Linked DNA regions of Mus musculus: region 1 is linked to region 2. Evidence: chromatin contacts called from public Hi-C data. All regions are on one chromosome and are shown on one strand. The core of a region is the stretch at or near the end of the contact, and the rest is flanking DNA. Distances in the headings are between cores, read along the strand shown. Region 1 has its middle 15 kb from the start of Mir7004. Region 2 holds the start of Nfatc2 (nuclear factor of activated T cells, cytoplasmic, calcineurin dependent 2).

Region 1 (6,766 bases), core at 1,511-4,010, 35 kb after region 2:
AGCATGCACCGTGCTTCATTACTCTTCACTGCTGAATGATAGTCCACTGTATGGACATACCACATTACATTCACCCTTTGGTTAGTTATGGAGACTAGCATCATGCCCACTCTAGGGCTCTAACGGATATTGCTACTATAAACATCTGCAGAAAGCTTTTTGCCTGACTGTGATTTGGTTCCTCAAGGAGGGTTATTAATTGCTGGCTCTATGACCACTCTGATCTTAACCATTTAGGGTGTTTCCTACTTCACAGTATATGGCTTTGATCTCAATGAAACTGCTAGTTAATACTAATTGTTTAAATAGCAATGTGCCAGACCCATTTGCTGTGGCCGGGTTGTCTTTGCACTCCAGCCCAACCACATGTCGGGACTCTCAGTGCAGCTCTGAACTTACCAAGCTGTTTTGTAAAGTAGTGTGTGTTGCGTCCACCTCGGCCGGCAAGGAAGACACAACACGGTCGATTCTTCTCAACAGCCTTTATTGCAGGAACGCCTCAATGCTCCTACGGGGACCCCGGGAACCCACGGAGGTCTGCCTATATGCTCTCAGCCCCCATCCACTCACGGCAGGCCACGTCACCTCACCAGGCACGCAGCTTCAGCCAATCAGGGCGTCAGGGGCATATCTCCACCAAATATGGACTTGTTTACACCACCAGCATCATGGTGCACCTGTGCAGCTCTCACGATGGTCGTGGCTTATTTTCAGGTGTATGAAGAAGTCAGGTGCAAGTTATAAGACTTAGCTGCAGTCCCCGGCGCCATCTTGGGACTGCTGCCACATCCGCTCCTCACAAGTGGGCGCATCTCACACCCAGGAGCAGCGTGGGAGTCCTCACTGCTCCACATCCTTGTCAACGCTTGCCACATCCCTTTTACTTTAGCCATCTGTGAGTACAAGGCACAGTATCACTAAGGATGGGTAAGCCATTTCTCCCAATGCAAATCCAACCCCCGCCATACAGGAACCAGCAAGGAAACTCACCAAGGGTGCAACAGGACTAGGTCCACCATACACACTTGGCTGTGTCATAGATAGTTTTTAAAAAGTTGAAAACGACTAAGAAAGTTGTCAAACATTTTGAGCTCTAAGAGTCAAGGGAATGTCTTTGGCCAGGTCGGGCCTGCGTGTTCTAATCTTTCCAGTACGTGGACACCTCTAGCGTACAGGAAAATGTCAGTTGTACCGCAAGGCTCGCTGGCCTTCATATCCCCTCTGCTCTATTGCTGTTCACCCACCTACCATCCCTGCCTACCTCAGAAACTGAGCTTCACCGAGGAAGGCCGCATTCCCAATCTGATCGTAATCCAGGTGTAGCAATGGGAATGTTTGACCAAGATGTTGTTTGCAGAAATGATCCACAGCGGAGTCTGGAAAGGTCCCACATCACAGAGAACGCCCACCTCCTTCCTCACTTCCCTGATGCTGAGCCGTCAGAGACTCCCACAACCATATCGGGTCACGGGAATGATGGCCCTGCTTGGGCTTCTGTGGTGGTCTGAGTGAGAATGGCCTCCATAGGCACATCCATCTGAATGCTTAGTTGTCATTTTGTTGAACTGTTTGGGAAGGATTAGGAGGTGTGACCTCATTGGAGGAAGTGTGTTACTGAAAGTAGGTTTTGAGATTCCAGAAGTCCACACCATGCCCAGTCTCGCTCTGCCTGCAGCTTGAGGATCAGGAGTTAGCTCTCAGGTCCTTTTCCAGCAACATGCCTGTCTGCCCACTCCCTGCCATGATGATGATGATGATAGACCAAGTTTCTGAGGCTGTAAGCGAGCCCCCAGTTGAATGCTTTCCTCTGTAAGTTGCCTTGGTCATGGTACCTCTTCACAGCCATACAACAGTGAGTAAGACAGTTTCTAATGACAATCCAAGCCTGCACTATTCCCATGGACTTCCTAACCCCAGCCTCCTCTTAGATAAGAAGTATTCTAGGTCATTTCTGTTGCTGTGATAAAATACCTTAGCAAAAGGCAACAAGGAAGAGAAAGGGTTTGCTTGTCTGACAATTCCAGGTCACAGTCCATCACTGAGGGGAGGCTAAGACAGGAACTCAAGCAGCTAGCCACAGTCAAGAGCAGAGGAAAATGGGGTGCCCTCATACCACCCGATTGCTTGTGTTTTACTAAATTGGCTTTCTCCACTCTTACATAGTTCAGAGCCTGCTGCCTAGGGAATGTGCCGCCCATAATGGACTGGGTCTTTCCATATTAATTAACAATCAAAACAACCCCCCATAGACTTGCCCACGGGTCAACCTGGTCTGAACAGTCTCTGGGCAAACCTCTCTTGCAGGTGGTTCTAGATTGTGGAGAATTGACAGCTAAGACTAACCAGCGCAGGGAACAGGTCCCATCTGATTTGTGTTGTTAGGGAATTTTTTATGACGTCAGGTATCTTCCTCTTGGTTGTGCCTTCTTAGTACTATATGAACCCTCAGGGTTTGCTCATCTACAGTGGGGCTTGGCATACCTGCCCTGTGAGATGCAGGTGTATGTGGGGTGTGACATGGGACAGAAAGGCAGAAACCCCACTCAAGCTCCTGAGTCCCCCAGGTCCTGTTCTCTGCTCCACGATGTAACGCCTGCATTGCATGATTTAAAGTAGTTGCATGGTTTCCTGCTGTGTATATTTCACCAGACTTTATAAAACACTGAACTAAGCAAAGGAATAGCCTTCTGGTGTCAGGAAGGCTTGCTGAGTTCCTGCTCTGGGTCAGATCCTAGCAGCTAAAGGACAGTCTGGGATCTAGTTCCCCTTCCCTCCTCCCCCAGGGACTCCAGAAGCAGAAGTCAGAGACAAAGCTACCGTCCCCATGTGGACACCAGCCAATCCCTCCCCATCTCGTCTCCCAAGCTTTGGAATTTATTAAACTCAAGCAAATTCTGCCTTCTGTTTTATTAATGAATGTTTTAATGTAAAAAGAAAAAAAAAACTTTGAAATCATTTTCCAGTTTGATTGCTTCCATGCGGTCTCTCCCAAAACCCTGAGCACACAGATTCCTGGACAGGCAACTTTACTTTCTCTGTGGTCACACAGACCTCAGCCCTACAGGGGACTGTGACCCAGCTGGGTGCCCAGCCAGCCCGGCACACCCCAGGTGACATGCACACAGAGGTGAGGCATTGTCTGCCTTGGAGCAAAGACTCTAGGCCACAGGCCTGATAACCTACAACGATCAAGGCAGATGATGTCTAGAGTGCCAGGCAGGGGCCAGTTTTGACAAGGATCACAGAGCTTTAGGTGCAGGCTGGGGGTGGGGGTGCGGGTAGGGGTGGGGTTGTGATAGCAATGTCTCTGCCTACCCACTAAAGATGCCTGTGAAAAGAACCTTGCCATGTCTGCACCCCCAGCCTCGTCACCTCATTGCTGACTCTTAGAACTGGTGAGGAACTAAAGCTCAGAGAGGTTAGGCAACTGGCCCCAGGTCACTCAGAGAGAAAGTCAAGGGACTAGCATTCTAACTGGGGTTATATCAAGCCCACCTGGCCTCTGACCCCCAATGCCAGTGCGCCTTCAGTGTGACAATGATTTCCTTTATGCCTCTGCTCCATCTATCTAAGAAGTGTTGTGCTATGTGTGTCTGGGGATGGGGGGGCATACGTGTGTGCCTAAGCACACACATTCACATGGGTGACCATAGCAACATTGGTGTCTTCCACAAAAGCTCTCCTCCTTGTTCTCATGAGACAGGGTCTCTCCCTTAATCTGAAGATTGCTGATTCTCCTAGGCTGGCTGGCAACGAGGCCTGGAGCTGCCATCCTCCGCCCTCCCCCAGAGGTTGCTCGAGGTCCGGGGCTGGTGTGCATAGTTCTTAGCAGGGTTCTGGGGAATCCAAACGCAGGTCTCGTAGTGTGCACAGCAATCACTTTACAGACTGAGTCGGCTCCCCTGCTCCTGCAGGCCTTTGGCTGCCTCTCCTTCCACCCAGGCTGCCCTAGCAGAGCAGAGGCTCCGTGGCTCTGTGTGTGCTGGCCCAGCTCTTGGAGGCCCTGGGCCATTTTCTCTAATGCGCCTGCTGCTGATGAGCCGCCTGACAATATTATGCTAAGTTATGTGCATACAAAGTGGCATCTTAGATTCTAATTACCAGCAGCATCTTTGAAGGATTCCTGCTTCATTTCCAGAGCAATCACCCACCTCAGTGTCTCTGGCTGATGAGCTGTTCGGGGGCCAACTGCCTGCCTGGCCCAGCCCCGTTGGAATCCGCAGGGCTCTGGGTGTCATTAGCGGCTCCGATTTGCCTCTCTACAAATCTGTTTCATATATAAGGACAAACGAGGACACATTCTTGCCCGTCTTTAGGACACTTGCTGCATTCTTCCCGAAGCCGGCTCTTCTTTCTTCAGGGGAGGGGGGTGGGTAATCTGAATGCGGCCTGGGCGCCGCAGTTCTGACTGCACAAGGCTTTGCCTTCGAAACTTGACCCAAAGGAGCACACTAGGGACAGGGACACACTCGGTGGGGGTTTCCTCTGCATGTTCTTCCTATATGCCATGTTTAGTTCCAAGAGGCTGATCAGCTCTGCATCAGAACTTGAGAAAGAAGCCACCTCAGCCGCCAGCCATCTAGGCCGAGCAAGGCTCTTTCATGTATGCCTAGAAAGCAAGCACATGTCTCATCCAAACTCTCCATTTCATAGTCAACTGGGCTGACATGCAACACCTGGTCTGGGCAGGACAGCCTGCAGAGGGTCTCATGTGAGGCCCCCTGGTTAGGGGTAGAGGTGGGACAAGGAGGGAAGAAGAACAGGACACAGCTCAAGTGCAGAACGCTATGTCTAACGCTATAGACCTCCTCGGCCTGGAGGCCAAGTTCTACATCTCAGCTCTCCTCCCGTGAGCCTTTCCAACATGCCTCGTGCTTCCTACCCCAGGGCCTTTACACATCACTGCTGGAACACTCTTCCCTTCTTTCCAGGTCCAGGTAGCTGATTTCCAGCCTCTCTCTGCCCCTCATCACCTCCCATCCATTACAGTTCCCCTAGATCTGTCTTCTTTATCAACCTCATCTCCACCAGGTACTGGAATTGTATCTGTTGGTGGACTGCATGCCACACACACACACACACACACACACACACACACACACACACACACAGAGAGAGAGAGAGAGAGAGAGAGAGAGAGAAGAGAGAGAGAAATGGTGTCATTCCTCCAAGAACAGGATTAGTGTTTCCTCACACACAGTAGGTACTCTGTCTCCACAGGGTAGAAAAAAATAGTACCCAAACTTCAGCATAATCTATCCACCCTCCGCCCCTCCTCCACTTTCTTTATGCTGGACTTCCCAGTCTTTCTCAAAGGAAAGACCCCCCAGGTTGATGGCCCAACAGAGACAATCTAATCTCTCTCTCTTCATTCTCCTCTGAACTCAGAACGTCAAGTTCTCCATATGGACAGACAGAGCCCATAGCCACACGCAAAGAAAGGGACCTGGCTTGTGCCCAAGCCCAGGTCGTGGGTGACTTCATGGTGACTCAGTTACCCTGGCTTCTAGGGGAGTCTGTTTCAGACTCAAACCTCACCGTGTAAGAGAGGGTGGAGCTCTGCCCTGGCATCCAGGCCAGCAGGCAACAGTCGGTAAAGATGTATGGAACAGGTCACTCATAAAAGAGGGGGGCAGGGCGGGGAGAAACCCCAGCGCTGGGCTTTGGAGGAAACCCGATCTGGTACTTCGTGATCCTCCAAAAATTCACCAGCCCCCCAAAGTGCTGAAGCTGCCCCTCCAACCGCAGCCACATGGGGATGAAACCAAATCCCATGGAAAGATTTGGAAAAAAAAAAATTATGCAATGTTTGGGTGAAAAAAAAAAAAAAGGCGGGGAAGTAAGAGGAGGTATCAGGGAAGGGGGGAAAAATAACCAACTCAACTTTTTCCCAGAGCCCAACAGGGTTATTTCTGTCTTTTAATGATAGATTCCCCATGGCTTCTAGGGTAGTTTGGAGAGGCACGAAGGCGGGGCCCGCTAGGTTATGTAACCCATTTAAAGTCGGAAATTAGCAAGGCCTGAATGAATCCTGTTACTGTATTCCGACTTCTGGAAAGCCTGGAGCCCGACAGTTCTATTTTGAGGTGAACCAATCCATCACTCCCAGGTCACCTCACAAACACCACCAGGCCGCCTGTCACCCTGCAAAGTTTCATAACAAAAACAGCTGAAGTGCTCAGGGTATCGGAACATTGTGTCTCTAAACCAAATCACCCCAACAGGGAGTTGGCATGGCTGCCAGATGCCGGTGGCTCAAAAATGCAAATAGTTAATACCAAATTAATATTCATCGCCCGTACCCTCCCCTCTGCTTCCCGGCCATGGATTTTTTTAAAACATTATTAAGCACAGCAAAATAGTCTATATATCAACACGAAAAGAAATGTCTGTCTTTAACACTGCCTTGGGCCACGAAATAAACTCTGGAGGCCTGAAGGAAACTTGGGCAGCTCTAAGCAGGGCACCCATGACTTTCAGTCCTCGTGTGCCCCCTGGTGGCTGAGATGTGCAGGGGCGGCCAGGACAATATATCTCCTGGCAAGGGGGCCCTGAACTTCCCACCTGAGGTGCATGGGACCACTTTGCCCAGGGCATTGCTGCTGGTGCCAACAGCTAAGTCACCATTTTTTATCTGACACACGATGAAGAAAGTCCTTCCTGGGACCACACTGCTGACTAGACTGGCCAGCTGGATATTAGAACGTGCTTCCACACACAGGCCATTTTACAGGGTTATACAGGTGGCAAACGGGCATGGGCTCAT
Region 2 (6,966 bases), core at 2,553-5,052:
AACTCCCAGGGAAACAGGAATAAATACCTTCAGAGCATAACACATGCATTCATCCTACACCAGCAGCCAAGGTCCTCCTGCCAAGGTCAAACCCAAGGTCGTTCTTACGGAGGACCAGAGCCCAGTGCTCGGCATCTACACTGGGTGGCTCACAGCCAACTCCACCTCTAGCTCCAGAGGCCCCGATGCCCTCTTCTGACCTCTGCAGACACCCGCATGCTCACGGCGCACATGCCCATACACGGTTACATACACAAACACACAGTTAAAAATAAAATATTATTCTGGGGGGCGGGGAGGAGGTATGGGATATGGAGTAGTCGGAGGGTGAATCCGGAGAAGGGGAATAAAATATGGAGTGTAAAAAATAAATTAATTTAAAAAAATATTATTCTAAAAAAAAGGCGAAGATGGCTACCATGTTCATTTTTATGTAATCTTCTACTTGAGGTACCAGCCAGTGCACCCGAAAAAGACAAGTCAAGAGAGGCCTGAGAGCCGGGCGTGGTGGCGCACGCCTTTAATCCCAGCACTTGGGAGGCAGAGGCAGGCGAATTTCTGAGTTCGAGGCCAGCCTGGTCTACAAAGTGAGTTCCAGGACAGCCAGAGCTACTCAGAGAAACCCTGTCTCGAAAAACAAAAACAAACAAACAAAAAAAAGAAAAACCAAAAGAGAGGCCTGAGAAGGGGCGAGACAGTTCAGCGTGTGCAGAGCTGGGTCTTTTCGTCCTGGTATCCTCAGGCTCGGACATGGTAGGTGATTAGGAAATCGGCTGGATGAGTGCCTGGTTCACGCTGGCTGTGAAAGCACGGGTTTAATAAATGCTAGGCAAAGCCCACAGGGGTTGAGTTCAGTGGCTTAACTCACTCCAGCCATTTACATGTCAAATGACTTGCCCTAGCCCACCACCCCTGTCTTCAGTTCCATGCTTGCCATAGCCCCATGGACCAAGTGTCTCCCATCCTATCCAGGGGAGGAGCCAGAGGCCTCCCATAGTGGTTCAAAGCCTGGGCTCTGACTTCAGCTCTGCCTTTTATAAAAACTTTAAACACACACACACACATGAGAGAGAGAGAGAGAGAGAGAGAGCGCATGTGCCTTTAAGTTCTCCTCTGTAAACCAGGAGTCAAATGCAGAAGCTGCCTGCAGGCGTGAGAGGTGTACCCACGGCTGCTGGTCAGGCCTCCCCAAACTTCCCTTTGTGCCTTTACTACTTTTCATATAGCATCTGTCTCACTGTTGACCCTTTTTCTGCTGTGGATTTGTGCCAGGCTCCTGCCCAGCTAATTTAAGGCTCATCACCAGGATGCTATCATCCCAGACGAAGGCCTAGTACCAAGATAAAGATCAGATCCGCTCTCGGGGAGTCCTGCCATGAAGACACAGAGAAGGGTGACCTCCAGAGCTGAAGCACGTCACATCTGCCTCCCAGGGCTCTGAAGTCCCTTCTGAGCAGCTTGACAACACCCACGCTTCCCCAACAGATTCCCAGAGCGTCACTAGCCGCACCTGAGCAAGGGTCTCACCTGGTGACTTTCCTAAGAACACAACTTGGAAGAGGGTTGCCAGGGAGAAGAAACTCACGTCCCCTGAGGGAAAGGTCAGGTCAACAGCTGTGAATCAGGCTGACAGCAGGACAGGAGAAGGGAATGGCCCCACATGCTGTGATCTTCCGAACATCTCTAGCCCTAATCTAACCATGAGGAACACATCACAGAAATAAAATAAAGCAGGGGTGGCACAGGCCTGTGACCCCAACTCTGAGGATGCAGTGGCAGGAAGCTGTCTAGTTCCAGGCCAGCCTGAGCTATGTGATACCCTGTCACAGAAATAAATTAAATAGGCTATATATAAGGTATTTATAGCACCTATTTCTAACACAGTGCTTCAAGGCTATCACACACACACACATACACACACACACACACACACACACACACACACTCACTGAAAAAGCATGGGCTTTTCTCAATGACAAAGTATCAGTATCAAACCGATACACCATGCTGATGTATGCCTTGCGGGAAGGGGTCTTGGATATCTGGGAACTCTGTGTTACTATCTCAGTGCTTCTACAAACGGAAAACTGGAACCCCCAAATAAAGTATATTATTAAAAACACAACAATAACACAGGGTACCAGGCTTTCCCATGGTCATTAAGCCACCCATCTGCTGGCCACGGAGCTCTGCTTGCCAAGAAAAACTATAAAAAGCACCTCCCACCAGATTTGGCTTGGAAACTATTTCCCCGGAAATCCTCACCCTCCACCCTCACCTAGAGAGAGAGAGAGAGAGAGAGAGAGAGAGAGAGAGAGAGCCTGAGAGAGGAGTGTGAATTCCCTGCCAGCTAGATAGGACTTTAATCTTAATGAATACACAGCCCACTGATGTGTGTGAATGGCTCACAGATTGCTAACTGTGTCTTTTCAAGGGAAACCTGTCCCTAGAACGGACCTCTAAAAAACATGAACACTGGCTCTTTGACTATTATTATCATCTCTAGCTGAAACGTAAAAATCGTCACTAAAGCAAGTCCCTCCCCAAAGGTTGTCCGTGAGGACCCTGCTGGAAGAAAGGGTTAATGCCACCAGGACTCTGCAACTCCCCAGCCTGGCATCAAAACCCTTCCTACGCACCAGGCACCAGATGCCCGCAAGCCCGCAGCCACTGAGGCATCTGGAAGCTGCCAGCAGGCTTGCCCCTGAGCCTGCCGCAGGCAAGGGCTGGGCTGTCAAAATCAGGAAACCTGGTTAGGTTTTCTTGTTTGCTCCCAGGCAACAAGTTTTCTAACCAGAAAATGCAATGTGAAGCTGGGCATAAAGCCTGCTACCGCCTCTGACAGATGCTGTTAAATGCTGGAGTGACAGAGGCGTTGCCCAGCCCCCAGCAATAGGGGGCCAGACTAAACTTCAGCAGAAATAGCCGGTCCTCCTCTCCCAGGTGCCCCATCCATGAGAGCATGGGTGAGGGGCTGGTGAAAGCTCACTTAGTAACCTGGTCCACCTGCAACGACTGGTAAACTCGGAGAGGAAATGGGCCAGCCTCCTGGCACCAGAGGCAAACCACCCTCAAGCATGAGACAGAGCCTCTTCCTTAGTTTCAACACAAAGTCCCCAACAACCGGCTCCCAGGATGCCGCAGGCTCACTGTCTCACAGCCTCAGGGGTAAGACTGTCAGGCTCAGCTGCAGCCTCTCTGACATCCTTGGGCACACGCCCCTCTACCTCTACCGAAGCCACTCTCAGAAAGCAAAAACATCTCCTCTACAGCCTCTGGGCTGAACTAGGGAGCTAACCATCCTTTGTTATACTGACAGTGACCCTCAACCTCCTGGAAATCTCCCCCCTCCCCCATGGTGTGGCCACTCTGGCTCCCCTCCCTGTCACTAGGGCAGGAGCAACCCCTGCTGCAGGCTCCAGGAGGAAGCCCTGCATCGGGTCCCTAGGCCCTGTCCCCGCCAGGGCTCTAGGACTAAGCTTGGGGAGCCTCTACCGACCTTCGATAGGGTTCAGATAGTCATAATCGAAGAGGATGGAAAAGTCCAGCTCGTCTTGGGGACTGCCCCCGGGCTCGTGGCCGGGGCCGTCCCCGCCATCGGGGTCGGGCTGCGGCTCCGGGACGTCCATGGCTCGGGGCGTTCGGGATGCGGGTTCGTATAGAGTCGCGGGGCGCAGAGCAGGGGTCACCGTATCTGTGGCGCACGGTGAGGCCGAGGATGGCTCACGGCGCAGTGGGTCCTGGACGCGTCCGGGGAGCGGGTGGCGGCGCGAGCTTCCTGCTCAAGGCACCTGTTGCAGCCTGGAGGGGGCGGGGACGGCGGTGGCTGGTGGGGCGGGGCGCCGCCCGGACGGGGAGGGGCACCGCCCGGTCTGGCCTGAGCGACAGGCCCAGACAACTTCTGCTTCACCTGCTGCTGTCTGACCCAGGGTCCGGTCAGAAGCTGTTGCCTGCGAGCTCTACCTTAGGGACCACTCGCTGAGCCTTTCCCGATTCCTAGGAGAGGGGCGCCCTGTCTTCTTGGGGATGCCCACAGCTATGGCTCATGCCAAAGTGTCTGTCTCTGATTTGCAAGCTCTAAACTCAATTGACCAGGCCTGGGCCACCTACCACGTGCCACCCAGCATATAGCAGCCACTGTGGGCCGGTTGGGACAAATTAGGGATAAAGATCATCACCCCTTTTGATAACCAGGAGAGAAACCAGCAGAAGCTGCGAAGGCTTTGGCGCCAGAGGGAAGTGACACGCGAAGTTTGATTCATGATGATCTGGGGACCCTGTCCTGGTAGTGAGAACAGGAAGTGGTCTGGTGTGTGGGAGGCAGGGCTGACAGGTAACCTGTACTTCCGGCTGACGGAAGATGTAGATTACCAGGCTCCTCCTCGGGTCTCTCAGTTCCTAGTCTGGATTCAAACCCAATATTATGGAATTTTGATCAAGCCCCTAAGGCAGAGGTTTGGGGTGACTGCTGAAGAACCCAGGGCCACCCTCCAAAGAGACTCCCAGTTAACAACTTCTCAGAGCAAGAAACAAGGTAGCAAAGCGGAGATGGGCAGTGCTCCCTGATAACCCCCACCCCCACCCCAGCATGATAACAGTCACCAAAACAGCTTTTAAAAGCCAGGCTCCGCTGCAACTGCAACCTCAAGAGAGGAGGTGATAAGACCAAAGATCAGAAGTCTAGGTGGGTGGAGCCCTCTGGTCCTGGTCACCCAAGCTTGGTGACAATGACTGCACTCCTGCCTGGCAAGCATTCTTCAGGGGGAGCCACTTCTCCACTGAGGAGGTGTATCTCAAGCCATCCATCACTGAGATGGGTGTGGTTGGTTAGGCAAACTGATAGTCCCAGTACCAGAGAGGCAAAGACAATAGGATTGCCTCATTTGAGGTCAGCCTGGGCTACAGAGGGAGAGAACTAGTCTTGCCACCAAAACCAAACCACTCTCATCTTTCTTTTCGGAAATCTTTGCTGAGTAACTGCTGCAGATGCTGAGATGCGGGCTACTGCAAGGCTATCCTGCTACCCTGGTCACAGGACACAGATGTAAAGAGCTGTGAGCAGGCTTTTCTAAACTCCCCAACACACTACAATCCAGTGGAGCCTGGTTAAAAGCTCCAGGTTCCAGGCTTACAGAGTACCTTCTGGCTGTCAGGGCATAAAGGAGAATTGTAGTGGGAGCATCCAAATGTCTTAGGGGTGGGGACTCCAGCCAAGACCTTGATCTCTAGAAGGAAATGCATCTTCTCCCCAGGTCCTTATGACAGGGACCCAAGGTTGGACTCTGAAATTTGGCCAAGGAAACACAAGAGAAGCACTACAGTAGAAATGAGCGAGCTCTTGAATCCTCTGCCACCCCCACTCATCCCTTGCTAACCTTCTGCTCTAGTGGTCCTCAACCTCCCTAACGCTGCAACCAACCCCCTAATACAGTTCCTCATGCTATGGTGACCTCCCAACCATGAAGTTATTTTTGTTGCTACTTCATGCTGAAATGTTGCTACTGTTGTGAATCATAATGTAAACACCTGTGTTTTCCAATGGTCTTTAGGTGACCCTGGAGAAAGGGTCTTTTGACATACCCGAAGGGGTCAGTCATGACCCACAGGTTGAGAATGGCTGCTCTATCCCATGATGACTAAATGCTTCTGGTCAAGCTGGTGTCTATTGCCTGTGCCTGTCCAGAATCTGTCTGCCTTTATTCTGTTAACTGTTCCCCGAGGCTGTTCAACTGAACCCAGGGCCTCACAAGTGTGAGGCAAGTATTCTTCCACTGAACTATATATACTCCAGCCCCTGGGAGCTGCTCTTAAGATAATCTTGGTAGACATATAACACAGTTGTCCCATCATGCCTGTCAAGGAAGAGAATGAAAGACCCACACGTGGCCAATCAGGGAATTGTATCTCCAAAGACCTATGAGAGCCACGAAGGTGGTCCATGACCATCTTATTCATAACCTGACATACAGTGGATAGACATATGAATGGAGCTTGGATAGATGCTTGAATATGAATACAGACATGTTTAGATGAACAGATGGACAGATGGATGGGTGGATGGATAGATGGGTGGTTGTTTAGATGGGTAGATAGATAGATAGATAGATAGATAGATAGATAGATAGATAGATAGATAGATAGAAGATAGAGGAGTGGGTAGGTGGATTGGTATATGGATGGGTAAACGGGACAGCTGAATGGGTGGAGGGAAACAGGGATGAATAGATGTCACAACTCTTTGTATCTATAAGTTTCCCTTTAACTATCCTCCTCTCTGAAGCTAAACCTCTATAAACTGCCAGGACTGCCCTCCAATCTCCTCTTACTGTGCCCAAGAGCAAGCTAAGCTAATGAAGAGAAGATGGCTTCTCCGCTGACAGAATGCTTCCCACATGCCAGCCTTGGGAACAGCCAGACCTCATGCAGAACACTAACTTGGTCATCCTCTGGAAAAGCAGGCATCTTCTCAGACCAATGCCAGCAGGGCAAGCCCTCTGTGGACTGAGCTACCGCCGGAGCCATTAGAGTCAAGCTCCACTGGCTTCCTGGTCTTTGCCTATGTCCTCAGGCCCAGTGTCCCCAGGACACAGAAGAATGACAATGAGATAATGGACCCAGTGCTTCCCCCTGGGGGACAGATGAGGACAAAATATGAGAAAAGCCACTCCATGGTTGGCTGGTGCGATGGCACGGGACTGGTAGACTAGAGGCTGTGACGATCAATGTCACTTTGCAAGGCCCAGGCATAGGTTTCTACAAACATTCCATCTGACTTGCTGGCTCCAGAGACACACTGCATGCACATGGTGTTTTTAAAAGAGGGAAGAACCTGTTCTCTGTACAGGGAAACAACCTGCTGAGTTCATCAGAGAGTCCCTGAAAAAGGTAACAGATAAAAATAACAATAAAATGCATATTAATAAGGTGCTATACAGATGAGGAGCTGGGGCTTGTACATGCACACAC

What was found. A called contact is a pair of places that touch in the nucleus more often than the background predicts.
Region 1: a Hi-C map of cerebral cortex shows a contact between it and region 2, with 1.7 times the contacts expected there. The contact joins the enhancer-like site here to the promoter of Nfatc2 in region 2. A contact is called at or near these places in 16 of 39 promoter capture datasets (the 3T3-L1 cell line, the HPC-7 cell line, HPC-7-derived erythroid cells and 10 more), 1 of 15 datasets of contacts at CTCF or cohesin (CD8 T cells), 14 of 484 Hi-C or Micro-C datasets (CD8 central memory T cells, the N1E-115 cell line, Th1 cells and 8 more), 6 of 115 datasets of contacts at active chromatin or transcription factors (CD8 T cells, the SCID.adh cell line, embryonic stem cells and 1 more) and 3 of 9 other capture datasets (liver, macrophages and pancreatic islet).

What each region holds. Positions count from the first base shown.
Region 1 is chr2:168,622,506-168,629,271 of GRCm38.p6, forward strand. No RefSeq gene overlaps it. Among named protein-coding and RNA genes, the nearest start is that of Mir7004, 15 kb to the right of the region's middle. Within about 2 kb of position 2,761, at least 28 of the 459 cell types and tissues checked have an H3K27ac peak or open chromatin away from gene starts, as enhancers often do. A contact at or near this core is called in the SCID.adh cell line, bone marrow-derived macrophages and cerebral cortex, where this site is marked.
Region 2 is chr2:168,586,563-168,593,528 of GRCm38.p6, forward strand. It overlaps Nfatc2 (nuclear factor of activated T cells, cytoplasmic, calcineurin dependent 2), which reads right to left and starts at 3,803. Exons shown (of 11, transcript NM_001136073.2): 1 at 3,500-3,803. The coding sequence starts at 3,629.